Linked DNA regions of Canis lupus: region 1 is linked to region 2. The links are chromatin contacts, called in public Hi-C maps. All regions are on one chromosome and are shown on one strand. Each heading gives the region's core, a stretch centred on a gene start, on an enhancer-like site or on the middle of the called end of the contact. The rest is flanking DNA. Distances are from core to core; before and after follow the strand shown.

Region 1 (5,843 bases), core at 1,786-4,285, 120 kb after region 2:
AATGCTAGGAAAAAGGCAAATCACTTTTTAAAAAAAAGGTATTTATTTATTTATTTATTTATTTATTTATTTATTTATTTATGAGAGAGAGAGAGAGAACACGAGCAGGGGGAGGGGCAGATGGAGAAACAGGATCCCCACTGAGCAGGCCCCAAGAGCATGACCTGGGCAGAAGGCACATGCTTCACTGACAGCCACCCAAATGCCCCGGGAAATCCCTTCTTTATATTACTTTTAAAGAATTTGACATGAATTCCCCCCAAAAGGTCTTGAGGACTCTCAATGTTCTGCTGACCACACTTTGAGAACCACTCTTCTTCTTTTTTTTTTTTTATTATGGTGAGAAAATTTATATTTAGATTTATAGCCGACTGGACTCAGTTTAGATGATCCCAATTTTGTTGGCAACGTCCAAAGCATCATAGTCAGGAGCCAGTCGAACATATGCTTTCTTCTCTCCCTCAGGCCTGATCAAGTTGTTGACCTTGGCCACATCAATGTTATTAGAGCTTCTTCACAGCCTGTTTGATCTGGTGCTTATTGGTCTTGACATCCACAATGAACACAAGTGTGTTGTTGTCTATTTTCTTCATGGCTGACTCAGGGGGAACTTGATGATGGCATAGTGATCAAGCTTGTTTCTCCTGAGGCGCTCTTTCAAGGATATTTGGGCTGCCTTCGGAGACACAGGGTCTTGGGTCGTCGAAATGTAGGTGATGTACGGATCTTCTTTTTTTGTGACTGTGCATGCCTTTCAGCACCGCTTTCTTAGCTTTCAAAGCCTTTGCTTTGGCTTCGGCTTTGGGAGGGGCAGGGGCTTCCTTCTTTGCCTTCGGGGCCATCTTCATGAAAGGGGAGAACCACTCTTCTAGAAAAGAGATTGGCTGTCATCAACACAGATCAGTGACTGGCAGCATGAGAAACTAGGGAGAGTAGACAGTTGAATAGGATCAAAGTTCAAAGGCCTCTCAAGAGGAGCCTGAATGGAATGGAAGAAGAGTCATTGGAGACAGAAAGAGCCTGTGGGAAAGAAAGGCAAAAACTGGGTAGTTGTGTGAATGAAGCCTGAGAGAAGAGAATTGGCAGCTGCAAAGACTCTACCCCATATACAAACTGGAAGCCATAAAAATGTTACCAGTACCTCTTTTCATACAATTTTAATTATAATTAGTGTCCTATTTCAAGATGAACTTTCCAGTTTATTTAAAGTAGCTAAATGAGAGGACAAAGTCATGAAACTGAAAGATAAATAAGTCCATAGCATTGTATCTGTTACCATCACCCTATAATAAACAGGGGCTTTAAAATCTAAGACCTTTCACTAGAATGACATTTAGATTTTCCATGGAAAAAAATGATTTCCATACAGGGGGGAAAAAAAAAACAACTCTTATTTTCCAAAGCAGGCAAAGCTATTGAGGTTAGTGACACATTTCCGAAGTCTGTTGATCTTTCCTGTAACCCATCTGTCGGGTCTCAGTCTTCGGACCGAGGAGCCCAGACAAACTGCCTATGGCACACTGTCCCTCCCTCTCTGTCATCTGTGCAGGTGACAACCTGCCCTGAAGTGACTTCAGGGTTCTTGATGGGATCCTGTGCCTGGAAAATGCTTTTATGACCCCTCACAGGAGATAATATATCTTTGGGTCTTTGAGTCCCTACAGAGAGGTAGGGTTTCAAAGCACACTGACCACCTAGAGGGAACACCTTATCTTCGATCTCTACTAGGGTCTAGAGATGTCCCTGAGCAGGTCTGAATGGAAGGGAGGAGGAGATGTGGTCCGGAGGCCCTAAAACCTTGACAAAGGAGGAGAATCATATGGAGGGAGGGGGAGATTCATTAAGACAAGGTATGTGAGCTTCATTTTCCACTTAGAGAAACAATGTATTAGGCCCCTGCCTAACCTTGTTTTATGTATTCATTTCCTCTTCCCCTTTCATGTGTTACATGGTGAAATGGTCATTGTCATGAGAGCGAACTGTTAGAAGCCAGTAGAAAGTTGATTTCAGGTCTGAGCCCCCAGGTCTTGATTAATAAAGGCTGCCTGAACGGCACTTAGAGAAATATCTGATTCCTCCAAGGACTGAAGTGACCCTCTAAGCCCCGAGATTAACTGATAAGATTAATTTTCATAAAGCCTCATCATGCATAGAAGTGAAGCGAAATGACAGTGGCAGTGATTTCTTTTTCAGTGAAAAGCCTGAATCCTGCAAAGCATATCCTGACCCAAAACGAAGATAGATAAGCTCTGGATCATTGTGGCTCCAGCAGGATTTGTGCCTGGACAGAGGTGCCCAACGCACAATCAGGAGATTAGTATTAGAAAAGATGTCCCTAGAAGGGTGACACGGGGGCATAGCTTCATCACCTGCAAACCTATGCAGACGCTGGTACTATTATTCACAGGACAGTTGAGTTTCCTTGTACGGATAGATTCTGTTATTTATGTGCCGTATCTTATTGCATCGTAGGCCCTCAGGAAGCATCCGCCACTGTGTGTAGCGTAAAAAACGTGTCTTTTGGGAACCTAAAGTCTTAGGTGTGAACCAGGACTATGATCTTGGGAGAGTAATTTAAACTCTGAGTTTCTGTTTCTTCTCTTACTAACTAGAATAATATTCTCCTACCTTGCAGGTTTGTGGTGAGGAGGAAATTGAAGCAGAAGGCACACAGTAGACCCCTAACAAAACAGATCCATTGTTGTTCCCACTTTGAGAAACAGTAAAGATAGGAACTGATGGCTGATAACTTGCTGATAACTTGAGAGGCAGACTGATTTGGGAGAACAGGTGTTTAAGGGTTTGAACTTAACATTATTTACAGCAGCTGTCTTTGAAATCACTGATATCCAAGGTATTCAGCCGCTTGTGCGTGCATGTGGGTGCAGCCCTGGGCAGGGTGCAAAGGAAATGAAACAACATTGAATTCTAAAGAGAGGGTGAGATCTAGACAGACGGGGGTGAGAGTCGAGGTACTTGGGCACCAAAGAACAAAACTGAGATGCTCTTGTGGGCAGGAAACGGTGGTTCCTGTGTTTATTGCACAATCCACAGCAAAGGAGGCTAAACAACAAGCCAAGGAGGAAGCTACCCGTGAGTCCACAACTATTTCTCCTTGTTCCTTTTTCGTGCACACCTATGCATAATCTTTCACAGGTATAAAGCAACTTGCATATTTAACATAATTTCCCAGGCATTTTCCACGTTGCTACATGGACTTCCTAACCAGTATTTTATTTCTAACTTTTCTTTTTTCCACTTTTACTGAAATGTAACTGACATAGAACATTGTAGTAGTTTGAGGCGTACAGCAACAACGCTTTGACACATGTGTATATTGCAAAATGATTGCCACAATAAGGTTAGTTAACTTCCAACACCTCATACAGTTACACATTTTTTTTTCTTGTGATGAAAACTTCTAAGATCCACTCTCTTAGGTACCTTTCAAATAATCATCATTTAAAAGAACAGCATAATATCCCCGTCAGGCCAATAGACCGTTATTTACTTCATGGTTTTCTACTCGTGGACATTCATTCACTTACCTATTTGACATGTATCAAGCACTTAAACGCTTGGGTCGGGGTTTGTAGTAGGAGCTGCAAATACAAAACAGTGTCCCTCTCAAAATGCTCTAAGACAAGAAAACAAACCATCTGAGTCCATAGCACTTGCTCACAGACTAAACAGGAGCCCATGAAATGGGAGCTTGGGAGAAGCAGCACCCCCTCTTGGGAGCATCAACAAGTGGGCTCTCACCCCATGGAATCAGGCGAGGCTTCTCTCCTGTTTTGAGCAGAGGAGGACGGTGATACTTGGGAAGCCCCAATTTCATTGTTTTATGCCCCTTAAGCCCTCTCTGCCCACCTTCCCCTTTTGGTTTGTCAAAACCTTCTCTCAGGGGCAGCCCGGGTGGCTCAGCAGTTTAGCGCTGCCTTCAGTCCAGGGCATGATCCTGGAGACCAGGGATCGAGTCCCACATCAGGCTCCCTGCACGGAGCCTGCTTCTCCCTCTGCCTCTGTCTCTGCCTCTCTCTCTCATGAATAAATAAATAAAATCTTTAAAAAGATTAAAAAAAATTAAAAAACCTTCTCTCAGCTCCCTTCATCTCACTGAGATACAAAGGCCTGAGGTGTACTCCTGGAATGTATTTGTATTTTATTTTTAAAAGATGTTACTTATTATTTGAGAGAGAGAGCACAAGCAGGCAGAGGGGCTGAGGGAGAGACAGAAAGAATCCTCAGGCAGCAGGGAGCCCGATCCCAGGGGGGGGGGCTCGATCCCAGGACCCTGAGATCATGACCTGAGCCAAAGGCAGATGCTTGAACCACCCAGACACCCTATATTTGTATTTTATTTATTTTTTAAAAAATATATATATTTTAAAGATTTTAGGGATCCCTGGGTGGCGCAGCGGTTTGGCGCCTGCCTTTGGCCCAGGGCGCGATCCTGGAGACCCGGGATCGAATCCCACGTCGGGCTCCCGGTGCATGGAGCCTGCTTCTCCTTCTGCCTATGTCTCTGCCTCTCTCTCTCTCTCTCTGTGTGACTATCATAAATAAATAAAAAAAAAAAAAAGATTTTATTTACTTATTCATGAGAGACACAGAGACAGAGAGAGAGAGAGAGAGAGAGAGAAAGAGAGAAAGAGAGAGAGGCAGAGACACAGGCAGAGGGAGAAGCAGGCTCCATGCAGGGAGCCCGACGTGGGACTCAATCCCCGGTCTCCAGGATCGTGCCCTGGGCCAAAGGCAGGTGCTCAACTACTGAGCCACCCAGGTGCCCCATATTTTTTTTTTTTTTTAGCTTTAAGATTTCTGTGACTTTTTTGTATATTTTTCATTGAGGTGCCCTGTATTTGTATTTTAAATCAGTCTAGGCTAAATGGATACCGTTCAGACAGCTTCAATCGTCCAGTAGGATCATGTAAGCTTTGCACTTTCTTGTGTGCCTGAAATCAGGCTGCTTTAGGCTTGTGCCTCTGTAACCTACCAGTAAATCTGGCTTTTCCTGATTAGCCCTGAACACCTAGCTGCTGGACCTTTGGCTGGCCCTGGGCAGGGAGACCCATTTCCACTCCCAAAATGGGAAGAGCACCCCCTCTGATGGTCATTTCATGAACTGCTCTGGAGACTCATGGCTGAAATTTCCTAGCTTGGGATGAGGGGACCGGATGTGTGCATGTTTGGAGGAGGGGGAGCGCCAGTTCCTTTTAGCCATATCTCCAAACCAGGACGAGTCACTGGCCCCCAACACACACAACACACACCCCACATGTTAAACAAGTGAGCGTCCTGACACCAGGCAGTGGTGAACACTAGCCATTGACAACTTCTCACATGTTTGTGATGCTGTCCAGGTAAATGCAGGCATATTGTAGTTCATTGCACCTCACAGGTGTTGCAGTTTTTACAGATTGAAGGCATCAAACAGGTCTATTGGTAGCATTTTCCCAATAGCATTTGCTCACTTCATGTCATGTGTCTGTGTCCTCACAACATTTTGGTTATCCTCACAACATTTCAAACGTTCTCATTAGTATTACATGGGACTTGCTGCAATCTCATGATCAGACTTGAGGGGATGAGGAGTTGCTTCTTAAGGATGAAGACACAGGGATCTCTGGGTGGCGCAGCGGTTTGGCGCCTGCCTTTGGCCCAGGGCGTGATCCTGGAGACCCGGGATCGAATCCCACGTCGGGCTCCCGGTGCATGGAGCCTGCTTCTCCCTCTGCCTGTGTCTCTGCCTCTCTCTCTCACTGTGTGCCTATCATAAATAAATTTAAAAAAAATTATTTAAAAAAAAGGATGAAGACACAGTGGTGTCTCGAGATGGAATC
Region 2 (5,776 bases), core at 457-2,956:
AACCACTGCGCCACCGGGGCTGCCCAGAAAGAGGGAAATACTAAAATCCTTTACGCAAAAAAAGTCTTTCCCCCAAGAACTACTAAAAACGTCCTGAGGTATGTCTCTATTCTTCCTTTCCTTGCACGAAGGCAGGAATAGCCTTATTGTATCCAAAACGGGAACACAGAATCGCTACCCAGGGGCTGTTTCTTTATTCTTCTTCCATTTGACATTTATTTTTATTGTTTGCCCTGTGGTCATTCCCACTCGCAAGCATGCTGCGTTATGAGCTTTTAAACTTTTTCTTCCTACACATAGATTGTATGCTTCCTTAAGGCAGGTACCAATGCTTCAATAATACGTTGTGTCTTTCCTCAAAAAAAAAAAAAAAAAAGAGAGAGGGAGGATCCCTGGATGGCTCAGCGGTTTGGCACCTGCGCAGGGCGTGATCTTGGAGACCGGGGATCGAGTTCCACGTCGGGCTCCCTGCATGGGGCCTGCTTCTCCCTCTGTCTCTTGTGAGTAAATAAATAAAATCTTTAAAACAAAACAGGGCAGCCCAAATGGCTCAGCGGTTTAGCACCGCTTTCAGCCCAGGGCGTGATCCTGGAGACCCAGGATCGAGTCCCACATCGGGCTCCATGCATGGAGCCTGCTTCTCCCTCGGCCTGTGTCTGTTCCTCTCTTTCTGTGTCTCCCATGAATAAATAAATGAAATCTAAAAAAACAAAAACAAAACAAACCCTAGCTTCTTCAGAGCTTTGCAAAAGATGTGAGAAAGGAAGGGGGAAAAGGTTATGAGGGCCGGTGAAGTTACTAACCGAGACAGCATCCTTACCCACTTTAGACTTGTAGGGAAAATGTTTCCACGGACTTTACAGGAAGCCCTAAAACAGGCAAAAAGGAAAGACCGAACCGCTAGCGCGGTGCCCGGCTGACTTCCAGGATTAATATTATTATTATTACCCTTTCCCGGAAAATTCCTGCTAGGGTCTGCGTCTGCCCTGCCCAGTAGGGGGGCCACTAGCCAGCCACTTTCTGAGGTTCCCGAGGTCTTAAAAGGCGGGCAGCCCCAAGGGAGATGGGCTCTAGGTTCGAGCAGCTTAGCACGAACAGAAGAATCAGAGGAGACCGCGTTCGTTTTTTTTGTTTTTGTTTTTTTATCATCACAAATTAAAACGGCATCTTGGATAGGGCGGGCTCCATAAAGCATGACATTCAATTGCACCTATTTTTTTTTTTTTCCCCTTCCTGTAATTTCCGGTTACAGGCCCAGCTCGCCCCTCTACGTTCCCACCGGCCGGCGCGGGTCCGAGCCGTTCCTAAGACCCGGATGACGCCGCGGCAGCTATTCCGCCTCCCCCCGCGTTTCTCGGGCCGCCTCCGCGAGCCCAGAGCCGGGCGCAGGGGGAAGGGGGTGACGAGGCCGGAGACGGCTACGCGCCCGTACCCACTGCACATCCCGCAGCGCAGGGCCCCGAATCTCCTCCGGCAGCGCGTCCCCGAGCTTGTCCACGAAGCGGCCGCACAGCTCTACCATTTCCGTCACGGCCCGCTTCGACGTGCAGCGCACCCGGCAGTCCTCCCGGGAGCTGGCGGCGACCGACGCCCCGTCGTCCGGCCGCGCCTCTCTCTCCACGCCCCGCGGACGGGAAGGGACCCCCGACACGGGAGCCCCCGCCATCTTTCCAGTTTGAACCGCGGGCGGGAACTGTGGGAGCGGAAGGGCGGGAGGGGGGGCGGGAAACACGAGTCCGGCCGGAAGCGCGAGCCGCCGCAGCCGAAGCGTTCCGGCTGAGGCTCCCTGGAGACTGGAGCGCGGCGGTGGCTGCGGCCATGGGGGCGGTGGGCGGCGGGGCGGTGGACTGTCACTGCCACCTCTCGGCCCCGGACTTTGACAGCGTATGTAAGGGCGAGGCCCGGCCTGCGGGAGCGGGGAGGCCCCCAGTCCTTTCCCTCCAGGTTATTCTTTTCTCTCTACCCTTCGGACCAAGCCTCGCATCCTCCCAGGCCCCAGCTCGTGGGCCCCAGCTCGTGGGCCTGAGTGACTTGCTCCTAACTTCCCTGCTTGACCTCGGTCATCCCGATGTTCCCTTCCGATCCTGAAGAGCGACGCCCGCCATCTCTACACGGCTTTTATTTGGCCTTCCCGTTTCCGAGAGGGTTTCCCCACCCCCACCGGCCTATCGGTGCCTGGCCTGGCCGAGCATCCACTTTTCCCGGGAAAAGTGTGCTTTCGGGCGCTTTAGCCGCGCACCGTGCGCTCCGGGCCTCGTGGGGGACAGAAGCAGGCCGAGGAGGACACACAAAATCAGACTTAAAGTGCTTTACGCGCTGCCCTGGAAACCGGGGGGGCTGGTATAAGACAATGAAGGGCAGAGTCTCTTAAGGGGGAAAACCTCTCCAGAGGTGACGCCGAAGCTGGAACTGGAAGGGCAAAGGGCCAGCCGGGCGAGATGGTGGGCGTCTTGCAGACTCCAGGCAGCATGGGATTTGGCTAGCTGGAGCCTGAGGAGCTGGAGAGGGAGCCATTGACTGGAGGTTTGCAGGGGATAGGTGAGGTAGGTAAGGACAGTGTGAATCCAGTAAAGGGTTTTTTTTTTTTTCTGTTTGCTTGTTTAAGGGAGAGCGACAAGATATGATTTCTGCTTAAAAACCATTTTGCGGGACACCTGGGTGGCTCAGTGATTGAGCATCTGCCTTGGGTCCAGGGCGTGATCCTGGAGACCCGGGATCAAGTCCGGCATCCAGCTCCCTGCATGGAGCCTGCTTCTCCCTCTGCCTGTGTCTCTGCCTCTCTCTCTGTGTCTCTCGTGAATAAATAAATAAAATCTTAAAAAAAAAAACACACACACACATACAAAACATTTTGCTGAGACCCTTAGGTGGCCCAGTGGTTGAGTGTCTGCCTTCTGCTCAGGGCATGATCCCAGGGTCCTGGAATCCAGTCTTGCATCAGGTTCCCTGCAGGGAGCCTGCTTCTCCCTCTGCCTGTGTCTCTGCCTCTCTTTCTCTGTGTGTTCTCTCTTATGAATAAATAAAATCTTTAAAAAAAAAAAAAAGCCATTTTGCTGTTGGAGAGCAAATGTAGACCTTAGAAAACCAATTTGGAGGCTTTTGCTGTATGTAGACAGGAGGTGATGGTGGTTGCAGGGGAGTTTGAGAAAAGCCGATGGATTCAGTGTGTGTGTGTGTGTTTAATATTTTATTTATTCATGAGAGGGGGGCGGGAAGAGACACAAGCAGAGGGAGAAGCAGGCTCCATGCAGGGAGCCTGACATGGGACTCCATCCCAGGTCTCCAGGATCACGCCCTAGGCCAAAGGCAGCGCTAAACCGCTGAGCCACCCCGGCTGCCCTCAGTGTGTGTTTTAGAGATAGACTCAATGGTATGGGGTAAGAAATTGGATGTGGAGAGGGAAGGAAAAAAAGGACATCATGCTGTAGGGAGGATGGTGGTGCTGTTTACTGAGAGGAGGGAAGATTGAGACTGGGGAGGGCAGATAAAAGGTCTGTAGAGACAGCTGTGTTTAGTACATGTTTAAGTCTAATATCCATCCAAGTGGAAATGCCCTGTATTCATTTTTAAACGTCAGTCTTGGGCTTAGGAGAGAATTCTAGGCTGGAGATCAAAACTGGGGACTCATTAGCATAATGATGGTATTAAAACCTGTGGATGAGATCACCTGGGGTGTGTAGGGAGAGAGGAGCATAGGGTCCTGAAATCTGATGGAGGAGAGAGCCAGCTAAGGAGACTGGAATTAGCAGCTAGTGGAGGGTGGTGTTTGCAGGAGAGGGGTATTGCAGACGCCAAGAGTGGGAAGTATTTCAGGAAAGGAGTGAACGGGTGAGGACTTCTTAATGCTCCTGATGGATAGAGTAAGAGGAGGACAGAGAAATGTCCTTTATATAATTTACAATAACAGTTTCTGTTTTAGTGGAGTAGGAAGAGAAGCCAGATTTTAGTGAGAGAAAGGAAGAGTAAGCAAAGCGAGTCAGTGTAGCTCTTCACATTCTATCACACTGTTCCTTGCCATTGTTGTCATTCTTTATGGCTCCTTGACTACGTTGATAGACACTTCCAAAGAGCAGTTACTTATTCATCTAAAATAATTGTGATTACCTATGCTCATTTTAGGATCTGGATGATGTGTTGGAGAAAGCCAAGAAAGTAAGTCAATATCTACAGTTGCCCTCTGTTTCAAGGTAGAACAGCTTGAAATTTAGATACACTATGCTTATCTTGCTTTGTTAATAATAAGTAGCATTAATTAACTGTGTAGTATGTGCCAGGCTGAGCTAAGCCCTATCTGTTCGTTATCTCATCTAATGTTTGGCAGCATCTGTATGAAGAAGCTACTATTTTATAGCCAACCATTACCCATTTGATAGAGAAGGAAATTCAGGCCTAGAGATTTACTTACCTGAAGATACACTGCTAGTAAAATGATAAGGACAAGATAGTCTGAATCCAAAACATGTCCTCACATCTAGTGTGCTTACCAGTTAACATGGAATAGATTGATCTATCTGTCAGTTCCTAAAGGAGCGTTATTCCAGAGATCTTAGAGAAATTACAAGTTTTCTGAGACGTTTGGATTTGTTTCAGAAAAAAATTACTAATTTTTATTTAACTATTACTTTGTAGCCTTCCCTTAAAGTGATAGAAATGGTTGCCAATACATTATTACACACACAGCCATCATTCAATATGGCACCTTAATTAGGGGCATGGGCTCTGGAATTGCATAATGATCTTGAGCAAGTTATCTGACTCCATCCAAAACTCTTTCCCGACCTATATGATGAAGTACAGCAATGCCTACCTCATAGGGTTTGTGTAGATTGAGGTAATGAGGTAATATTTATATTCACTGAACATAGTGCCTGAAACATAATAAGTACTCAGTGATAGCCATCGTGATTATATTGATGGAGTATAAGTGAGCAAGAATAACTTAAAGTACAGAAGACTTTAAATTTCTCTTCAGTTATGTTAGATATAGATTGTTTGAGATTCTAACTGTTCCGTTCATTTTTGTTTCAGGCCAATGTTATGGCTCTTGTGATGGTTGCTGAACATTCAGGAGAATTTGAAAAGATTATGCAGCTTTCAGAAAGGTGCTACTTCTCATCAAGAATTTAAAGAGTTGCTAATAAGGTTGCAGTTAGTAGGTCATATTTATACTATCAAAGATCATCCATTTTTAAAGAAAATCACATCAACATAGCCCTAAAAAATTCTTTCATGTTTGTTCTTTAGTGTAACATTGTCTAGTACTTTAATATTCCTGCTTTCTTAATGTGTTGTACATTTTTAGGTATAAGGGCTTTGTCCTGCCATGCTTGGGTGTTCATCCTGTTCAAGGAGTTTCACCAGGAGACCAAAGAAGTGTCACATTAAAGGTAAAAGTTGTATAAAACAAAAATCATTAAAAAAGTGATGCCTTTTGACTCCGTAATGCTCCTCTTTCTGATTATATTTTAAGGCAATAATCAGAAGAAGGAAATACTACCTTTCACAAAGGTGTTTGTTGCAGCATTATTTGTAGTAGAGAAAAAACAGAAATAGCCTCAAGGCTCGGAAATAAAGGAAAAAATTAACTTGTAGAGTATTAAATATATGTATGCACTGAATGCATGTATGGAAAATGAGAACTATAAGGTTTATTTTATGTAGCAATGAGGAAAATGTTTATAGTGTAATACAGAGAGAAAAGCAGGATGCCAAATTGTTTACTCCCTAGTTGTAACATCCGTGTAAAAATATATTCAATGAGGAAAGGACTAGAGAG

The links. A called contact is a pair of places that touch in the nucleus more often than the background predicts.
Region 1: a Hi-C map of blood shows a contact between it and region 2, with 3 times the contacts expected there. The contact joins the enhancer-like site here to the promoter of NSL1 in region 2. A contact is called at or near these places in 2 of 9 Hi-C or Micro-C datasets (amygdala and blood).

The regions. Positions count from the first base shown.
Region 1 is chr7:10,897,001-10,902,843 of UU_Cfam_GSD_1.0, forward strand. No RefSeq gene overlaps it. Among named protein-coding and RNA genes, the nearest start is that of VASH2, 28 kb to the right of the region's middle. Within about 2 kb of position 3,036, at least 2 of the 20 cell types and tissues checked have an H3K27ac peak or open chromatin away from gene starts, as enhancers often do. A contact at or near this core is called in blood, where this site is marked.
Region 2 is chr7:10,782,952-10,788,727 of UU_Cfam_GSD_1.0, forward strand. NSL1 (kinetochore-associated protein NSL1 homolog) reads right to left here and starts at 1,707. Exons shown (of 7, transcript XM_038542090.1): 1 at 1,433-1,707. The coding sequence starts at 1,666. It overlaps TATDN3 (putative deoxyribonuclease TATDN3), which reads left to right and starts at 1,738. Exons shown (of 9, transcript XM_038542095.1): 1 at 1,738-1,884; 2 at 4,120-4,152; 3 at 5,029-5,102; 4 at 5,303-5,387. The coding sequence starts at 1,819.